2 separate regions of the Mus musculus genome follow, and region 1 is linked to region 2. Evidence: chromatin contacts called from public ChIA-PET data. All regions are on one chromosome and are shown on one strand. Each heading gives the region's core, a stretch centred on a gene start, on an enhancer-like site or on the middle of the called end of the contact. The rest is flanking DNA. Distances are from core to core; before and after follow the strand shown.

Region 1 (4,398 bases), core at 1,778-4,277, 120 kb after region 2:
CTTTAAAAAAAAAAAAGTATTCCAAGCAAATGGAATTAAGAAGCAAGAGGGCATAGCTATTCTAATATCTGACAAAATAAACTTCAATCCAAAACTAGTCAGGAGAGATAAGGAGGGATACTTCACATTCCTTAAAGAAAATATCCAGTCAGGCGTGGTGGCACATGCCTTTAATCCCAGCACTCGGGAGGCAGAGGCGGGCAGATTTCTGAGTTCAAGGCTAGCCTGGTCTACAAAGTGACCTCCCAAGTGCTGGGATCAAAGGCATGAGCCACCACCGCCCTGCACCACCTGACTTTTGGCAAAAGGGCCAACAATACACACTAGAGAAAAAAGACACCATCCTCACCAACTGATGCTGATCAAAATGGCTAGCCAGCTACATGAGGAAGAATGGGACTGGAACTCTCTCGTTCTACGCAAAACTCAACTCCCAATGCATCAAGGACCTCAACACAGGCCTCATAAGGCTGAGTATGATCGAAGGTAGGGAATGTTCTTGAACTTTTCGCCACAGGAAAGAACTTTCTAAACCAGATCCCAATAATGTAGGTGTTCAGACCGCCAATAAATGGGGCCTCATGAAACTAAAAAGGTTTCGTACAGCAAAGGCCACCAACATTTAAATGAGGATACAGTCTACAGAAAAAGGAAAAAATATCTTTACCGTTTATACATCTGACAGAGGGTTAGTATCTAAAATATACAAAGAACTCAAAAAAGTAAACATCAAGAAAACAAACAACCAATTAAGAAGTGGGACCTAACAGTAAACAGAGAGTTCTGAAAACATGAAATCCCAATGGCTAAGAAACACTGTTTTAAAATGTTCAACATCCTTACCCAGCAGGAAAATGCAGATGAAAACTACGTTGCAATTTCACTTTATCCCAGTCAGAATGATTTAGGTGAATTCATCTTTCTAACTCTGCGAAATACCATAGTTGGAGCTGGAGAGATAGCTCAGCTGCTAAGAACACAGGCTGTTCTTACAGAGGACCCAGATTCTAGTCCCAGCATCCAGATGGCAGCTCACAATAGTTTGTAAATTCAACTCTGAGGGATCCAATGCATTCTCTGGCTTCTGTGAGAATCAGACACACACATACAATACACAGACATACACATAGGCAAAACACCTATACACACAAATTATTAAAAAAAAATTTAAAAAATTTTGGGCTGGGAGATGGTAGCACACGTCTTTAATCCCAGCATACCTGTAGGCAAAACACTGAAAAACACACAAATTAATTTTTAAAAAAATGGGGGGGGGTGTTTCAAGTCATGGTTTCTCTGTATAGCCCTGGCTGTCCTGGAACTCAGTAGACCATGGTGGCCTCAAACTTGTAGATCTACCTGCCTCTGCCTCCCGAGTGCTGGGATTAAAAGTGTGTGCCACCACTGGCCAGCAATAAATACAGAGTTGCACCTTCAGAAAGATTGACCAGCTGACAACACACAGCCCCCGATGACTGCTGCATGTCACTTGGCCAGAGAGAGCAAAACACAGCTTAAGTGACTTCACATCCTCGGACACCTCCTACAGGTATTTGTGGTATCTCTGTCTGAACTAGACTAGCAGGAACACTCTAACCCATTCCCTTACACCTGGAACCCCTCTAGACCACGTTTCCCAGCAACAGGAAGTGTGATTATTTCCTGTGCAAGAGTTCAGGCTAATAGAAAAGGGGCTGGTGTGTACAGAAAAACTTTCCTGGATCCCTGATTCACCATGTGGGTCTTTCTTCATTAATCATGAATAATCACACTTGGAATCGCATAAGCATGAAATAAACTTATTGTAACTTCACCGTCCTAGTCACTACAGACCATGAGTGATACAGAGTTTCCAGTAGCCCAGGCTGACCTTGTGAACTGCTTTTGATCCTCCTGTCTTAATCTCCTAAATACTGGGATTATAAATCTTCAACAGCATGCATGGTTTTATGCAGTGCTGGGGATCCCCTTCAGGGTTTCATGTGTGCCCGAGGAGCATCCCGCAGCTCAAGGACAGCCCTGCTTGTCTCTGCTGAGTCTCAGTTCCCAGCTCCATGCGTCCCAGCTCACCTTTCACCTTCTTCACTGCTCAGCCCTTCTCCCTTCCCGGCTTCTTAGATTTATCTACAGAAAAGACATTGACAAACTAATTTCCCATATGAGAAAACCACAAAGAAACAAACAATATTTTTCAGAAATAGAAAAAAAATTGCAAAAATAGTAGTAGTGAGATGGTTCATTATTTAGTGGTTCCTGGTGTTAAACTTGAGTTCAATCCCTGGTACCTACATAGTAGAAGGAGGGAAGTGGCTTACTCAGGCTGTCCTCTGACATATACATGGATGTTATGGCATACGTGTACATGGGTGCCCAGACACAAGGGAAATAAAAATAGCAAGTGAAATATTATATAAGATTAAGATTGAGAGCCGGGCGGTGGTGGCGCACGTCTTTAATCCCAGCACTTGGGAGGCAGAGGCAGGCGGATTTCTGAGTTCGAAGGCCAGCTTGGTCTACAAAGTGAGTTCCAGGACAGACAGGGCTATACAGAGAAACCCTGTCTCAAAAAAAAAAAAAAAAAAAAAAAAAAAACCCAAAAACCAAACCAAAACAAAACAAAACAAAACAAAAGATTAAGATTGAGAAACCACTTAGTTAATTATAAAAACTGTAATGTCTACAGGATGCCTTCACTACCTTATTTAATGGACATTGTGCTGCAGCAAAGCAGGAGACACTGTCTGAGGGAGGAGTGCGTCACAGCAGGATTGCGAAAGAAGCATAGTGGTGGGGATGGAAAGGGCGGTCGTCCAGTGGCCAGGGGAAGTTTCTCTCATTTTCTCCTGCCCTTCCTCTACTTCCTCCAACTCCACAAGAAACAGGGCAGCCTTAAAAACCACAGCCAGGTTTGACTGAGCCAAGGTTCTCAAACAGAGGTGGCAGGGAGCGAACAGGGCTCCGCCCTTCCTCCGTACACTCTGGGTGAGAACCAAGAACATCTGTGACACCCAGCAGAGAGTCCCTGCGCTCTCAGCGGCTGAGGAGAGGCAGCTGTGAAGACTTTGAAGCCAGTAACACTTCATCACCAATACTGGGGCTTTGAACTGGAAGCAAGGACTCAGGGTAGCAATTGGCCTTATAAGGTGCCAGTCATGAAAAGTGGGATTTGATTGGTATAAGTGGATTAGGGTTTGTTTGTCAATATCAATCAACTCCAAGGAAAGTTTAAGAGCAGCTTTGAAATGAAAATCTCCTTTGATATTAATAAAACTAACATTTTAAGCTTTTAGTCTTTTTTTTTTTAAAGATTTATTTATTGTTATATGTAAGTACACCATAGCTGTCTTCAGACACCCCAGAAGAGATTCACTTATCATTACGGGTGGTTGTGAGCCACCATGTGGTTGCTGGGATTTGAACTCAGGGCCTTCGGAAGAGCAGTCGGTGCTCTTAACCACTGAGCCATCTCTCCAGCCCGCTTTTAGTCTTTTTTAAAAAAAGATTTATTGTATTTTAAATGATGTGTGTGCACATTATGTATCTATGTGTGAGTGTGCACAAGTGTGGGAGCATCAGATCTCACAGAGCTGGCCATACAGGTGATTGTGAACTCACACTCCTGGGTGCTAGGAACCGAACCATGGACATTTTTATCTTGAAAAGGTCTAATTGTGGCCTTAAAAATCTATGGAAATCAGTCGGGCGGTGGTGGCTCACACCCTTAATCCCAGCACTCTCGAGGCAGAGGTAGGTGGATTTCTGAGTCAGTCTGATCTACAGAGTGAGTTCCAGGACAGCCAGGGCTACACAGAAGAAAAACAAAACAAAACAAAACAAAAATCTATGGAAATCTAGCACACATTTGAATCTATGATTCTAATTCTAATTATTAAAATGTTCTTTTAACTATGACAGCTCCTAACCTAACATATATACACATGAATACAATACATACATATGTATATACATATACATGTGTTCTGTGTGTGGCTATGTAGGCATACACACCCACATGTTTATTAACTAGAAGCATGTGGACACAGTCTCAGGGACCTATTAGTTTAGAAGTTCATAAAGAGAGATGGAAAATAGTGTAGATACAGCTATTTAGCCAACAGTAAACTCTAAGTATTAGAATACCACTATTTGGGCTGGTGAGACAGCTCAGCAGATTAAAGGGCTTGCTGCTAAGCTGATGACTGAGTTCCACCCCCAGAACCCACATAGTAGAAGGAAAGAACCGAACCCTGCAGATTGTCCTCTGACCATCACACTTGCACATGCCAGATCCAAATAAGTGTTCTTTCTTTCTCCCTTTCTCTTTTTCTCTTTTTCTCTTTCTCTCTCTCTCTCTCTCTCTCTTTTTCTTTCTTTCTTTCTTTCTTTCTTTCTTTCTTT
Region 2 (4,419 bases), core at 1,634-4,133:
TGTAACTCTAGCTCCAGGGGACCTGATACCTTCTGATTGACATACATGGGCATCTGTACACACACACACACACACCCACACACACACACACACACACACACACACACGAGTCATAAACATGAATAAAGTAAACTAAGCCTTAAAAAAATGGAAGAGCTTCTACAACATGTTTTTTGTTTGTTCTGAGACAGGGATTTAACCATGTAGCCCTTGCTGGACTCAGATTTCCTCTGCCTTCGGATTGCTTGGATCAAAACATGCGTCCCGCTGTGCTTGGCAAGATACAATTTTTTGGTTTTTTTGAGACAGGGTTTCTCTGTATAGCCCAGGCTGTCCTGGAACTCACTTTGTAGACCAGGCAGGCCTCGAACTCAGAAATCTGCCTGCCTCTGCCTCCTAAGTGCTGGGATTAAAGGTTTTTTTGTTTTTGTTTTTTTCAAATCTCTTTATTGGTTCTTTGTGAGTTTCATATCAAGTACCTGAGTACTGCTCATGTCCATTCCTTATGTCTGTATGTCCGTCCCTTCCCCCTTTCAGCCTCCGCCTCGTCCCCAATCAAAAAACCACGAAAGCAAATGACAAAAAGCATGGAAAACATCTCATCGTGAAAGCTGTGGTGTGTCACACTGTCCCACACATTTCCACTTGTAATGAGTCATTTGACTGTTCAGGATCTCTAGCTTCTGTGACACCATCAATATTAGATCTTCATCAGCACTCTTCCCAGTTATCCCGTTGTAGCCCTGTGTCATGGAGATCCTGCAGCTGGATCTGCAGAACTAGCCTTGTCTTGTGTCTCAGCTTGTCTCAGATGGGGTGGGCCAATTTCAGAACCTCTGGACCTGGGCCTGTGTGGTAGCAGAGCTAGCCAACCCACCAGCTTCTTCTTTACCTGGACCATCAGTACAAACTCTCCAGGCTTGCTCTGGCATGGCCACCCAATGCTGCCGTTGGCAGGAGGCAGGGCTAGCTCTCCTGCACTCATACCCTTAGCTGGCTCACCTGTATCTAGGCCTCCAGAGCCAGTTCTGTGCTGCCCAGTCAAGGCATGGGGCCCACTCTCCCAAGTTCTACACTAAATCTTTGGTCATTCTACAGATGTGGTAATTAAAGTTTTTAATAAAGTATAAATTTCTATAACTGTATACAGATCCCTGGTTTTTAGGGTACAAAGCAATAGAAATAATAGAACTGAAAATCTGATAATTTGAACAGTTGGACTAAATTACTATTAGTAACTACTAAAACTTACTTGTTTTTAACTTTTAACAGTGATCCTTACGTAAGAGTGACATTGTATGACCCGATGAGTGGAATCCTTACCAGCGTGCAGACAAAAACTATCAAAAAGGTTAGATTTAGCCAGCTTTCAAAGATTTTTAATAAACTTTGCTTTTTCTATGACAAGTCATTCTAAAAAATAAATTATGCTACGTTTATTGTCTTTTAGTCTTTGAATCCAAAATGGAATGAAGAAATACTGTTCAGGGTAAGTATTATTTTATTAAAAATTTTTTCTTTGTAGGTACCATTATGTAGTCATTTACAATATCTTAAAATAACACTTTGAAATGTGCCTAGAGGGTGTTTTTTATGAGACAGGGTTTCTCTGTGTAGCCCTGGCTGTCTTGGAACTCACTCTGTAGACCAGGCTGGCCTCGAACTCCGAGATCCGCCTGCCTCTGCCTCCCAAGTGCTGGGATTAAAGGAGTGCGCCACCACTGCCTGGCAGAAAGCATGGTTGCTGGGAATTGAACTCAGGACCTCTGGAAGAGCAGTCAGTGCTCTTAGCCTCTGAGCTATCTCTCCAGCCCTTACACGCCCTTCTTAACTCACCCCACCTCTCATCCTGTCCTGCTATTCAAGCTCCCAGTAGAGTGAGGGGCACACTTCTGCCCTTCCTGTTCCCTGGAGGGTGGAGGAAATGCATTTCCAGTCTCTTGGCTGGATCATTTCTGCTTGTATTTTCCATCTTTTTTATTATTTTCATTTACATTTCAAATGCTATCCCAAAAGTCCTCTTATATTTTCCTTAAAATGGTTTTTTTGTGCCTCGGTTTCCCTTTTTTCTGTGGGCTTATACTAAGCCAGTATTCTTTTTTTGTTTGTTTGTTTGTTTTTGTTTTTCAAGACAGGGTTTCTCTGTGTAGCCCTGGCTGTCCTGGAACTCACTCTGTAGACCAGGCTGGCCTCGAACTCAGAAATCCGCCTGCCTCTGTCTCCCGAGTCCTGGGATTAAAGGCGTGTGCCACCACAGCCCGGCCTAAGCCAGTGTTCTTACAAAGATACCTTTTCATTTCATTTCTGCTTTTTCAATATGCTTTCCACAGCTCTGATCTTGCTTACAACCCATCTCACAACCCAGCTGCCAGGCCTGTCTGCTCTCTTACCTTTGATGCAATGTGCTTCTGAGTCAATATTTATTTTATTTTATTAAAAAAAAAGTTCTTTACTAAAAAGAATGGGTGCTGGAGAGATGCTTCAACGGGTAAGAGCACTGGCTGTTCTTCCAAAGGACCTGGGTTTAATTCCCAGCACCCAGAAGGTAGCTCTCAGCTGTTTGTTGTCAACCAAACTGCTGGTTCCAGGAGATCTGACACCTCACACAGACATACATGCAGACAGAACTCCGAAGTGCATAAAATAAAAATCATTTAAAAAGTTGTTTGTATGTGAATGCAACTGTGTCTGTAGGCTTCTGTGAAATCCCTTGGTTTTAGTCAGGGAAAAGGATGCTACTTGTCTGAGTTGTACATTCAGTGTTGATGGTGGAGAACACAGCAGGGAAGAAGTTGCTGAGGTAAGACTCGTGAGTCTGAGGTCCAGTGCAGCACCAGCAGGTGCTTCTGGCGTTCATGTTCAGAGGAAGGTCTCTACTTAGCATATCAGAACTAGCTCTTGAAACCAGTCTGAGGTTTTAGAGTCTAGAAGAAACACCTCAGAGTTAGTTAGTCATTCCAAGGAAAGTGAAACTAAGTTTAGGTTTACTCTTTCAGTCCGAGGCTACTGTGGCCGCCTTGGGCAGTTTCTTTGCATGTTGCTTAGAATTTTCCCTTTTTTTTTTTTTTTTTTTTTTTTTTTTTTTTTGGCTTAGAATTTTCTAAGATCTTCCAAGGTGCTCAGTTGCTTATTTAAATTATATTATTACTTAACTTACTGTGTCCTGCTCAGAAATGTGTGCATTTTTCAGCAGACCAACTTTTTTTTTTTTTTTTTTTGGCACATCTGCTCTTGTTTTATTTTGATTCAGGACAGCGTTTCTCTTTGTAGCACTTGGAACTTGCTCTGTAGACCAGGCTGGCCTTAAACTCAGAGACCTGCCCGTCTCTACCCCCAACGTGCTAGGTGTGCAGCATCACCACCTGGCTATTTATTTGTTTTTGATTTATTTACTTATTTTTAAATCTATATTATTAACTATTACATGTTATATTCATTATACTTTATTTACTTTTGATAACATTTGCTTGTTAATAAAAGTACTAACAAAGATACTATAGAGAGGAATGAACTAAAAACTAAAATTTACCATCTCTACTTCTTTTGAGATTATTTCTTTGTTCTTGCTTTTTAACTGTAAGAAAATGTGAACATTGACTATAAAAATATCCTCGATGACTTCAGAGTATAAGACAATCTGTTCTTTCAATTGATTTTTTTTTTAGGTTAACATATAAGATATATTGTTCCATAATGGGCTACTCAAACATTTGTCATCATTCTTTGTTCTCAGTTATCCCTTCCACAGCCCTTTGCAGTACTCACTGCCCCTCCCAGGCTGGCTCCCTTTCCCTCCTACCCCCCATTTACTTCCCCACTTCCTGTTCTACTTTCTCCCCACCTCCTCCCCCCCACCTCCCACTCACAGACAGGGTTTCTCTGTGTAGCCCTGGCTTTCCTGGAACTCACTTTGTAGACCAGGCTGGCCTCGAACTCAGAAATCCGCCTGCCCTGGCTCCCAAGTGTTGGGATTAAAGGCGTGTGCCACCACTGCCTGGCTCCCTGTTTTACTTTCTTAGTGCAGGATTTCTATTTATTGCCCTCTCCATTCCCTGCCCTTTTTAGGATCTTTTCCTTTCCTGCAGGTCTAATTTTGTGATCTGAACATGTAAATAAATACACACATAACAAGTTTTGCATAGAAGACAAAACATATAGTATTTGTCTTTCTCAGTGACTTTCACTTATACTTCTAGTTGCATTCATCTTCTTGCAAACACCATGTTTTCAATTTCCTTTTTTTAACTTTTTGTTAATTTTTACCTAATTATAAAAAGAAAAATAGGGGCTGGTGAGATGGCTCAGTGAGTAAGAGCACCCGACTGCTCTTCCGAAGGTCTGGAGTTCAAATCCCAGCAACCACATGGTGGCTCACAACCATCCTAACGAGATCTGACTCCCTCTTCTGGAGTGTCTGAA

Evidence for each region. ChIA-PET counts read pairs in DNA pulled down with a chosen protein or histone mark.
Region 1: a contact with region 2 is called in an RNA polymerase II ChIA-PET map of memory CD8 T cells, with 5 read pairs. The contact joins two enhancer-like sites. A contact is called at or near these places in 1 of 39 promoter capture datasets (frontonasal cranial neural crest), 2 of 484 Hi-C or Micro-C datasets (both in embryonic stem cells), 4 of 115 datasets of contacts at active chromatin or transcription factors (the SCID.adh cell line, embryonic stem cells, extraembryonic endoderm stem cells and 1 more) and 1 of 9 other capture datasets (adipose tissue).

Annotation. Positions count from the first base shown.
Region 1 is chr9:72,794,439-72,798,836 of GRCm38.p6, forward strand. No RefSeq gene overlaps it. Among named protein-coding and RNA genes, the nearest start is that of Prtg, 11 kb to the right of the region's middle. Within about 2 kb of position 3,028, at least 101 of the 459 cell types and tissues checked have an H3K27ac peak or open chromatin away from gene starts, as enhancers often do. A contact at or near this core is called in memory CD8 T cells, where this site is marked.
Region 2 is chr9:72,676,043-72,680,461 of GRCm38.p6, forward strand. It overlaps a transcript of Nedd4 not described here. Among named protein-coding and RNA genes, the nearest start is that of Nedd4, 15 kb to the right of the region's middle. Within about 2 kb of position 2,884, at least 18 of the 459 cell types and tissues checked have an H3K27ac peak or open chromatin away from gene starts, as enhancers often do. A contact at or near this core is called in memory CD8 T cells, where this site is marked.